Regions from separate parts of the Mus musculus genome. Here region 2 is linked to region 1. The links are chromatin contacts, called in public promoter capture Hi-C maps. All regions are on one chromosome and are shown on one strand. The core of a region is the stretch at or near the end of the contact, and the rest is flanking DNA. Distances in the headings are between cores, read along the strand shown.

Region 1 (5,864 bases), core at 3,120-5,619:
GTCGTGCTTCTTAAGTGCTAGGATTACAGAAATATGCACACCACATTTGGTTTTTGTTATTTTTTAAACACACACAAACTGCTGCTTCCACCACACACACACACACACAAGCTAGGCTGTTCATTTTATCAGTTCCACAGACAGCATGATTTAGCTACTCCTTTACTGAGTGTAATTAAGGGTTACAGAGACAGCACACCAGTTAAGAGCACTTGCAGCACCCATAGCAGGTGGCTCCAAACTGTAACTCCAACTCCAGACAACTTTGTAAGTGCTCATGTGTGTGTGAGTCACACACACACACACAAAAGATAAACACAACAAACTGCCTTCCACTTAGGTTTCCAACCGCAAGACTTTATTCTTCTCTATGGTCAATACTAAGCATTAATTCTAATTCTACTACTTGGTTGTAGCTATCGCTGTCTTGTTACAACTCTGGTTCACTCAGTGAGTCATTCACACAGAAAGACATGGAAACAGGGGGAGGTGACTTGTTGGGAAGAGTGATTTAACAGTAGAGGAGGATGACAGCAAAGTAGAAGGGATGTGTAAGAGAATGAACAAAATCCACTGTATGGATGTATGAAGCTACCAAAAGACAAAAACAGCCAAAGACAGATTTGCATCACTGTATGATATGACTGTAATACTCTCTCAACTAGTGTCCATTTCTGACCATTTTTCCCTCCATTCTGTTCTCCACACATTAACCACCATGATTTTGGTTTAAACTTAATTATAGCTGAGTATAGCAGTGCATGTTTGTAGTATCAGCACTAGGGAAACTGACACACAGGGATTACTGCAAGTCTGAGAACAGCCTGAGCTCCAGGTCAGATAGGAACTTATTTCAAAACAAAACAAAAACAAAACAAAAATAAACAGGAAGGCTGGAGCACTTGCTGTATAAGCCGAAGAACCTGAGTTCAAATCCCTAGAACTCATATAAAAAGCAAAGTATGGTCATGTACCTGTGAACCTAACACTGTTGGCCATGGAGTGGTAGCAGGCTTGCTGGATCCAAGCTCAGGTCCAGGCTGAGACCCTGTCTTTGGGGAATCAAGTGGAGGGAGGGTGAAATCGTCTCCACTTTCTTTACACTACCAAATAAATCACCAACTCTACTGGGTGGCATACACACGTACACAAATCCTCACACACGCACACATGCACAGAGTCACATTTTTGCTCAAAAGTCTTTCAACAGTGCCCATTCGGAGTAAAGGACAAAATGTTAGTCTATCAATTAACTAACTAATAAAACAGCATCTTACTGTTACCCTGGCTAGCCTGGAACTTGCTATGCAGACCAGGTGGGCCTCAAACTCAGTTTATCTTCTTGCCTCTGCCTCCCAAGTGCTGGTATTAAAGGCTTGCACCATCATGCCCAGCCAATAACTCTTTTAATAACCACCTCCCCCTTAAAAAAACTACCTGATCTTATAACCTCTAACTTCATTTATCCCTTACTAGAGTGACTACTGACTGATCTCATCTCAGACAATACTGTCTCTATTATCTCTCCTCTGAAAAACGCTAAGTGAAGGACTTAAACGTCAGCGGTGTGAAAACAACTGAGTAGGCGTTGCCATTCTCTCCCAGTGGGCACTAGAGCGGAAGCAGGACTCCCAGATGGAGAGAGACAATCACTATGAAATAATGGGGAGAACCAAAACAGACAAGTTGAGAAAGAATGGTTGGAGGAGATGGCTCAGCATGTTAAGGCACTTGCCACCAAGTCTGATGCCCTGAGCTCGTGAGCTTGATTCCTGGGATCCACATGATAGAAGGAAAGACGCAACTCCCACAAGTTGCCTCCCCCATACACAAATATACTAAATGCAATTTTTTTTAACATCCTCATTTCAATCAGAGGAAATGAGGTAAATAACTAGAGAAGGATGCATCAACTGGGTCCTCTGAGAGACATAGTAAGAAAAGATTAGACGAGATTTACTGTAACATAAGAGGAAGAGAAAGACTGGCATGGAAAGCCATGTTGGAAATCTGACACCTGTGAAGCCAAGGTTGTTGACATGATGCAGCAGCAACAAGCAGAGGAAGCCTCAGACCTCCCCACAGAGCAAACAGGACTGTGCTCAATGCAGTTTGGGGCTTTACACTAGAGGAGTCCTGCCCTGGGTTAAACAGGCACACTAGCTACCTATGTGTATTAGTCAGGGTTCTCTAGAGTCACAGAACTTATGAATAGTCTCTATATAGTAAAGGAATTTATTGACGACTTACAGTCTGCAGTCCAATTCCCAACAATGGTTCAGTAGTAGCTGTGAATGGAAGTCCAAGGATCTAGCAGTTACTCAGTCCCACAAGGCAAGCATGCGATGACCTTGAACTCGAAGATCTCCCTGTCTTAATCTTCTGGAATCCAAAGCCTCTATGCCTCAAGATCTCCATACCAAGATCCAGATCAGAAACTTCTATCTCCCAGCCTCCAGAATAGGGTCACTGGTGAGCCTTCCAATTCTGGATTGTAGTTCATTCCAAATATAGTCAAGTTGACAACCAGGAATAGCCACTACACCATGTTTCCCATTAAATGTTCAGTACTCAGCCAAAAGATAAGGACTGTGGAGCTTCTGATAAGCTCAGGTCGTCAGTTAACTGTTCTCCTGCAATGGAAGAAGGTCTTCCTTAGTGATGCCAAAGCAGTGTGCCTACTACATCTAACAAGATCATGAAAACAGAAAATGAGTTGAACCAGAAGTGACAATGGAGAATGGTCTCAAGAGTGACATGAGAAGTCATCCTGGGGCAAACCTAGTCGCCATCAGCCTGGGACGATCTATCACTGCTTTATCAAACCTGAGTACAGGCTGACCCAGCAGCTACCCTTGCCCCTACCATCCCTGGCAATCTCATAAAATAATAACCATTAATCATAGTAACAAGTTTTGGGAAAGGTAAGAGACATTGTCAGTGTTCCATCAACAACAAGAAAGGAAACAACCTGGGCCCCAGGAAAGTATGTCTGGATACCAGATACCCTGATGAAAAAACCCCACCCTGATGGGCACAGTGGCCACTCAGAAATCAGAGGCAGGAAGACTACAACTGAGACCTATAGAGCAAGTTCCAGGTTAGTCTGAACTGTATGTATGTAGCAAGAACTTGTCTTAGAGCAAGATAACAAAGAACAACCAGCAGGAAGTGGAGAGGCTATGGTAGGGGCAGAGGAGTATGACTGGGTCTGTAAAATTATGCCATGATGAACACAACTGAAAATGGAATACACATGCCATTAAAAATATTCCTACTGCTTACCATTCCTACTGCACCATTTCCACATCCCAAGTTTTTTTTTTTTTTTTTGGTTTTTCGAGACAGGGTTTCTCTGTATAGCCCTGGCTGTCCTGGAACTCACTTTGTAGACCAGGCTGGCCTCGAACTCAGAAATCCGCCTGCCTCTGCCTTCCAAGTGCTGGGATTAAAGGCGTGCGCCACCACGCCTGGCTCCACATCCCAAGTTTTAAGAGGGGCTTCTACACTAATAACTAGGTGTGATGAAATATAAAGCAAAATATGAAGTATTCATACAATAAATCACAGTGGCAAAGTCTTGAACCTCTAGAAACAGCCTACACTGATTGGCAATAAAGAGAAAATAAAGAAAATCAAGAACACCCAGCATGAGCTGGTTTCAAGTCACTGGGACATCTGAAACCCCAATTGCCAAGGCAGAGATGCAGAAAGCCTTAAAATACTAAACAGCCAGGTGGGGACTAGAGAGATGGCTCTGCACCCATATGGTGGTTTACAACCATCTGGAACTCCCGTTCCAGGGGAGCTAATACCTTTTTCTAGCCTCCAAAGACACCAGGCATGCAAGTTGCCCTCAGACATACATGCAGGCAAAGTACGCATTAAAAAAAAATTTAATGCATAAATCTAGTTTAAAACAAAACAAAACCAACCAGATCCACCAGCTAACACTAAACTCTAGAGAAAGTAAAATGTAGCAAGATGAGGTGATATTTGCTTTTTGCCACATGACCAGATTAACTGGAAACCATGCAATCTGAAGCTTTCATCACTTTTACCAACACATACCTCTAAGAACAAACTTTTTTATAATTATCTCTTTTGTATAAACTTTTTCAGCAGACTGAGATCACTTAAGACAGTTTCTTATGTTTTCTTCAAAAGTATAACACACCCGTTCATATTCATGTCCTAAATCTCTGGGTACTTGGTGTATATGGTAACCAACTTCCTTTCCTGTCCTTATGAAAAACAACTTGTTCAGCACCATTTCCTATAAAGCACTTTCTCGGGCTATCTGCAACACCACTTCCTCATAGTTGAAGCACACAAGCATGACTTGACTTCCTTATCTCTGAATCCAAGGTACACAGTTGTAATGGTTTGTATATGCTCGGGCCAGGGAGTGGCACTGTTAGAAGGTATGGCCCTGTTGGAGTGGGTGCCGCCTTGTTGGAATAGGTGTCACTGTGGGTGTGGACTTTAAGACCCTCATCCTTGCTGCCTGGAAGCCAGTATTCTGCTAGCAGTCTTCAGATGAAGACGTAGAACTCTCAGCTCTGCTTGTACCATGCCTGCCTGGATGCTGTCATGCTCCAGCCTTGATGATAATGGACTGAACCTCTGAACCTGTAAACCAGCCCCAATTAAATGTTGTCCTTACAAGAGTTGCCTTGATCATAGTGTCTCTTCACAGCAGTAAAACCCTAACTAAGACAATTGTCATGAGAGCTTTACTTTACTCTAAAACAGTCTCTCCCACCTAACTGCTCTTAAGAGTTTGTCTTGGCCTTTTTGCTTGCTTGTATAGTTTTCCCATTCCAAAAAGTAAATTAATAGCATCAAACTATTACAGAATCTGGTTGTAAATGAACTGAATATTATTTTGGACATAGGTCAACAATCCTCCTTTCTCACAGCAACTGTATTAAAATTTGATATCAGTTACCCTGGCCTCCTAAAGTCATTTAAAATGCTTTATTACGTTTTATTTGTGTTTATGCATGAAAATCCACACATGCCACAACGCCCATGTGGAGTGAGAGGACAACTTGCAGGAGCCTGTTTTCTGCTTCTACCACGTAGATCTCAGAGATCAAACTCAGCTGTTAGGTGTGGCAGCAGACACCTTTACCCACTGAGGCATCTCAGAAACTCTCAGAATGACTTATAACGGCAGATCTCTTTCCTAGCCTCTGGAATTAAATGGGCTTGGTAGGTGATGGTAGGAAATCAAGAGGTTCAAGGTCATCCTTGGCTATAGCCAAGTTAGAGGTCAAGCCTCTATGTAACACCCAATCTCCAAACAAAACCTAGAATTAAAAAAAAAAAAAAAAGCCACCGGGCATGGTGGCGCACGCCTTTAGTCCCAGCACTCAGGAGGCAGAGGCAGGAGGATTTCTGAGTTCGAAGCCAGCCTGGTCTACAAAGTGAGTTCCAGGACAGCCAGGGCTATACAGAGAAACCCTGACATAGAAACATTTCTTAAATTGTCAATGCACGGCAATTCTTTGGATAGTCTGTTTATGAGTTCTAAAAGTATGATGACGACTAAAGAGATAAAAGTAACAAATAATTGGTATGGATTTCCTAGTGCACAGGAGACGAATACCTTGACTTTTCAGCATTCGATCTCTTGGACTGCTTCCTTTGAGAAAAAAATTCTACAAACTTAGCCAGGAAAAACAAATCTGGAGCAACTTTCAATCAAATCAGTTATTCAATGAACTTAGTTTTAGGTCAGTTTTTACTTAGAAAAGACCTGCATTTAGAGATGTCAAAGCAATTAACTTTGTTTTGTTTTTCAAGACAGGCTTTCCCTGTGTAGTTCTATCTGTTCTGTAGTGCAGGCAAGCCTCAAA
Region 2 (5,523 bases), core at 2,775-5,274, 100 kb after region 1:
CCAGGACCTGCAGAGGACTAGTTACAGAAGCCTGCTTGACTCTGATGTGGTCTTAGGTACAGGGGAGGCATCCATTGGTCACCCACTGGGACAGACAGGGTGGGGATGATAACACCCAATTTCTTTTTTTCTCCCATTCTCTCATTTATAGCTGATGCTTCCATGGGCTCAAACTCAAGACCAAAACGACACAAAACAACAAAACACCAGAGCCCAAGAAAACTCATATGACGGTTTCCAGTAAGGTCAGTATTTTAGACAGTAGGGTCAGCAGGGTAGAGAAGAGTCTTAAGGCCACACAACAAATGTCTTCAATGCTCAGGAAATGGATTGTGTTACTACATTAGGTTTAGATGATGCCTGAAGATCTTGTTGGAATTTTTCTATTAAAATGATTTTTCATGAGATAATTAATATTGTGATAAAATATGTTGAGCACACAGCTTTAAATTCATACAACAGTGAACATTTGGAAGCGTCCTTTTATGGTGTGTCTTTCCTCACTCTCCTGTAGAAAATTATTCCCAGGAGGCAAGACAAAGATGGCCAGTGTGAATGTTGGGTGCATAGTCACAGAGCTTAATGACAGGGATATGTCCTTAGATCTCATTATTGTGCAAACATCATGGAATATACATACACAAACCAAGATGGCTTCAGTCTTACCAGGCAATATAGTCTTATCAGACCACTGGTGTGTATGTGGTCTGTCACTGATTAAAACCAATAGTTAGTTAGTGTGTGCCTGAATCTAAGGGAAAGGCCAACTTTCAAGGTTGGCTTGCTTTCATTTAGATGAGTTTAATTGAAAGTGTGGAGGCCAATACAGCTGAGCAGTATACGTTATTAGTCTCTCTCTCTCTAGCTTTGGCACAGAGCAACCCTATGGGACATAGTTGTCTGGATTACTTTTCAAGGCTTGAAGGTTGCTTTTGTTGGAACCACTGACTTCATTAGGGTTTGCGCAGGTGTCTTTCGATGTTAGCAGATCCAAAGCTCCCGTCCTCAGATCGTGTCATGAAGTTTCATTTGTGTACTCAGATTCTTGATGGCTTTACCTCTCTCCAGTCACCTTTCTGTGCCTGAAGCCACCTTACTTCTTCATCCTAGTGCTATCTTAAATGCTATCCTTAGGAAGACAGGTTGAGTCTTGCCCTTCTATGGGCGCTGGGCTGCTTGTGAATAAACTTTCCTTTTTGTGTTGTGAAACTTGTCCTTAAGTCGGTGACTAGCATAGTACACGGTACACAAAACTGCTGGTTTGATAAGAACTGCATGTGGAAAACAACGTTTAAAAAACCATTGACTGCAAAGATGATCAGTGGTTAAGAACACTTGCTGCTGTTACAGAGAACCCAGACTAATTTGGTTCCCAGCTCCCACATGCTATCTCAGAATCATCTGTAATTCCGAGATTCATGGGATCCATGAATCTTCTGGTCTCTGGCTACAGCATGCACAAGGTGCACATACAAGCATGTAGGCAAAAACACTCATATACACAAAATAAAGAGAAATATTTAGGGCTGGTGAGATGGCTCAGCGGGTAAGAGCACTGACTGCTCTTCTGCAGGTCCTGAGTTCAAATCCCAGCAACCATCCCATGGTGGCTCACAACCACCCATAATGAGATCTGATGCCCTCTTCTGGTGTGTCTGAAGTCAGCTACAGTGTACCTATACATATTAGTAAATAAATCTTTGAGCTGGAGCGAGCAGGGACTGAGTGAGCAGAGTTGACCAGATTGAGTGGGGCCGACTGGACTGAGTAGATGTTCTAAGAGTTCAATTCCCAACAACCACATGAAGGCTCACAACCATCTCTACAAGTACAGTGTGCTCACATACATAAAATTAAAAAAAAAAAACCTTAAAAAAAGAAATATTTAGAAAACCATTGATTAGCTGAATTAATCAAGAAAGGGTTTCACTTTTCACTTAGAATTATTCTGCTCATTAAAATAAATGTCTATTCATGAATCCATTCACCACACACACTGAGCCTCAGCTTGGTGACTACGAAAGGGTCTGCATTAATTTTGTCTTCCTCTAGAAACCCATGCCTTCCTTCCACCAGCTGCTGTTGACACATCAGGCAAGAGGTAGGGGTAAAAGTCTCTCTGGAGAGGTGATAGGTGATCAGACTCACAAAAGAAGAGAAAGAAGTCAGTCCCGAGGATGGGGGGCTAGAGGTGAGGAACGACTTCGCTCTAAAGCCCCAAGGTTTCTCTAAAGAACAGCGAGAGAAGAGCATCGGAGGTCCTAGGAGAGCTGATTAAGTTTTAATCTCATAGGGACTTGAGGCCCGCTGCGAGAAATGTGGATTTCATTTTGATGGTAATTTTTCTGTAGAGAGAGAGAGCAGGGCAGTTACACGAGCTAGAAAGAGTTTAATTACTGATATCTGACAGCATGCCTCAAATTCACTCCGGAGATTTATTTAAAAGGCAGATATTTTACAACCTCCTACTCAGAAAATTCTTAAGTCCGCAAGGCCTAGGAATCTGCATTTTAGAACTGAGCCCTAGAGTGACCATTTAAATAGCATCATCCCCCTAGTGGTGCATATTTGAAATTGCAGATGAAGCAAATTTGTAGCAGTTTATGTTGACTTTTTCACATACATGTATATTTTATGTGTAAAGTAATATTTTACACCTATAAGGACACTGGCTATAAGTAATCTAACTTTAAGGGGTGGAAGCTCTATCACCAGTAATTATGGTGATTATGTGGAGACAGCTCTCAGAAATATTAACATGAAAATGTGAGCTTGGTAAATAGTAATTAATCGGTTATCATGATGTTAGAGAACAGTATTAGCTTTGAAACCACAGCCTGGTTGACTATTAGGGTGCTATGAAATTAGTATAATTGCAACAGTGCAGGCAAGATCAAAAGATACTGGCTTTTCCTAAATGTCATATAATGTTCACAGGGACACCTGCAGCTCAGCTCAAACCACCCAGGACAGAAGATCGACCCAGTCCCCAGGGGTGTATATTCCCCTAGCCAGGATAGAGCAAGTTCTTGTTAGAATGCTAGTAGTTTGTCATTTAGGGTTGAAAATGTCTCCTTCAGAGTCTCAGCCCACACCAGTTCTCTTACACCAGTCCCGTTGTTCCGTAGTTCCTGGGGCTCAGAGGCCTTCCACCTCCCCTGGGCTTGCAGTAGTAGATGGAAGGTCAGGGGCAAGGTAGGGGCGGAGCTCTATCTGGGAGGACATACTGTGTCTGCAAGCAGGTGTTCTGGTAGATAATTCTGGCTTTGCACTCGGTTTGTTTGTTCTCAGAGTCTCCCAGAGTTTTTCTTATACACCCACCCCATGCTTTCCCTCGTTTGGCACAGACCCACTTTTGAGTTAGAAGATTATCTAGTCCAAATCACTTTCATTCCAGATGAGGAAGCAGCTGTCACAATTGCGGAAGTTCCAGCCAGCAGCAGACAGCTGTCTGTCTGGTGCTGATATCTTGGCATGGACCAATAGGACCCTCAGGTCAACTTCTTTTCTGAAGCTATCTTTCAGCAGTTGTTTATTCTCTGATCTCCCTCTATAACAGACCTCCCATCCCTTTCCCGCTCATTGTTTGTTTGTTTTTATTTTGTTTCTTTGAATCTCTGTCTCCCCTTCATCTTGACTAGCTGTTTAATACATGAAAAACTTGAGAAAAATCAGGCTTTATTCTAAGAGAAACCCAAATGAAACCTCAGCCATCAAACCTTCACTAACTAAATTATGCAGTGTTTGTGTCACCTCCTGATTTGTTTTTGTGGGTTAAGCCTCTCAAAGGGAAAAAAGGCTCATTTGTTGCAACCCGTAGGAGAAAGACTTGGAAGGAGGAAATAGAAAACAAGAGGTAAGCTGAGCCGAAGGATCACATATCCAGCGAAAGGAATACGAAATGAGAATCTGGACATGCCCGCGTGTATTTTTCCATTTGGAAACAACGCGGTCACAACTGGTGTATTTACTGTTTCCTCTAGACTCACTTGCCCTTGGGGGTAAGTACTCTGCAAGAGACGCTAGCCTGCCCCCTAGTGGCTGCTGAGGACATGCACTCGTATCCCAGGGCTGCGGCTTGACTGTCCGCAGAGAGAAGCTGAGGAAAGTCACTCTGAGAGGGAGCAACTCTCCTGTAAATACAGTAGATGGAGACACACACTGAAAGACTGGATCCCCATGAGCCTCGATTTCATTTGCTCTGAGAAACTGTTCAGCATTCTGAATTGTCGAAGATAGATAGATTTGAATTTAATGTATGCATGATGCTTCATGCGACCAGTGTTTGATTTGTAAAACACAACAACAAAAAACCCTAATGTGAAGATTTTAAGTACAAGCGGTACCTGAATCTGCTGACCTTTCACACTATTAATTTGTGCAGAGCTTTAGCGTAGGAGGAGACAAGGATACAGAAGTTAGGGAAGCCCAGATCCCGTTCTTTGGGACCCTCTGATGGGAAGGAACACATATTTGCACATAGTTACAACACATGGCAGAGGTACAGCCAGAGAGGCGACATGTATGCCGATGTCTTATTTAATATTTATCATGAAGGTTTTTATATTGTAAATTAAGTGCATTTATCTTTTGTTATCTGAGAAGAAATCTGTAACAGTGGATTTCTGTGGCGTGCAATAAAGACCTTCCTACATAGGAGGAGAAAGTTCAGAAAGGTCAAGTAATTTGCACTCATTGAGCAGCAGAGAAATATCATCCCTGCGATTCAAATTTGGCTGTCTGCTTTTACTGTCGGCTCAATTAACTTTGACAGAGCTATACTGAGAGCCTACCCGGCACCAGCTTTGTGCTGGAGGTGTGAAGAGGAAGATGCCATTACCGGTCTTAGGGTTAGTGTCCTGCAGGGAACTAGACTGTGAAGAAAAACTTGCACTCTGTTGTGACTGATGCGGTAGTGGACATGCGCAGATTTTACCTCTGGAGCCCAGTGGCAGGCCTTCTGTCACCTGATCCCGATAACTGACTGTGAGCGACTGATTAGGAATTTGTCACTTGGCCTAAGGCAATCATATTTAAAATAGATCTAATAATGGGTATCTGCCCAGGAGGTTAGACCACTCATGGATGACAGCCAGATGTGTCAGAGACAGCAGCCAACAAGAGAAACTCAGAAAAGTCCAGAATCAAAGTAGCAAGCAAGCAAGCAAGCAAGCAAGCAAGCAAGCAAGCAAGCAAGCTGGTGTGCCCGAGCATGGATGGCATCCCTGCATTTGGGAGACAGAGACAGAAGTTTAAAGTCATCCTCAGCTACATAGAATAGTGGGGAATCAGTGTTGGGAAACATTAAAAGCAAAATGAAACAAAATAAGTGGAGGGAGCAGCTGAATTGGTAGGGAGGAAGGCAGAGGCTAAAGAGTGTAGACTGTGGGTGTGGCCCTCACATTCAAAGCTGCTTCCCTATGGGTGTGGCGCTACAAGAGCAGGCGCATACCTGCCCAGATGGACCCTGTGCGTCCTCATCGCTGCTCCCCCTCACAGTGTGAGAACGAAAATTAGACACCG

The links. Capture Hi-C pulls out chosen DNA fragments and counts their contacts.
Region 2: a contact with region 1 is called in a promoter capture Hi-C map of adipose tissue. The contact joins two enhancer-like sites. A contact is called at or near these places in 2 of 39 promoter capture datasets (the C10 cell line and the HPC-7 cell line), 5 of 15 datasets of contacts at CTCF or cohesin (CD8 T cells, the G1E-ER4 cell line, hippocampal excitatory neurons and 2 more), 69 of 484 Hi-C or Micro-C datasets (the 63-12 cell line, B cells, CD4 T cells and 39 more), 16 of 115 datasets of contacts at active chromatin or transcription factors (the 230-238 cell line, CD8 T cells, the HPC-7 cell line and 10 more) and 4 of 9 other capture datasets (adipose tissue, liver, macrophages and 1 more).

Annotation. Positions count from the first base shown.
Region 1 is chr13:106,994,497-107,000,360 of GRCm38.p6, forward strand. All of the region lies in intron 1 of Kif2a (kinesin family member 2A), which reads right to left. Among named protein-coding and RNA genes, the nearest start is that of Kif2a, 25 kb to the right of the region's middle. Within about 2 kb of position 4,370, at least 101 of the 459 cell types and tissues checked have an H3K27ac peak or open chromatin away from gene starts, as enhancers often do. A contact at or near this core is called in the 230-238 cell line, CD4 single positive thymocytes, CD8 T cells and 9 more, where this site is marked.
Region 2 is chr13:107,097,752-107,103,274 of GRCm38.p6, forward strand. It overlaps Gm31452 (a long non-coding RNA gene), which reads left to right. Exons shown (of 5, transcript XR_001781044.2): 4 at 152-245. Among named protein-coding and RNA genes, the nearest start is that of Gm41051, 21 kb to the right of the region's middle. Within about 2 kb of position 4,025, at least 105 of the 459 cell types and tissues checked have an H3K27ac peak or open chromatin away from gene starts, as enhancers often do. A contact at or near this core is called in the 230-238 cell line, CD4 single positive thymocytes, CD8 T cells and 9 more, where this site is marked.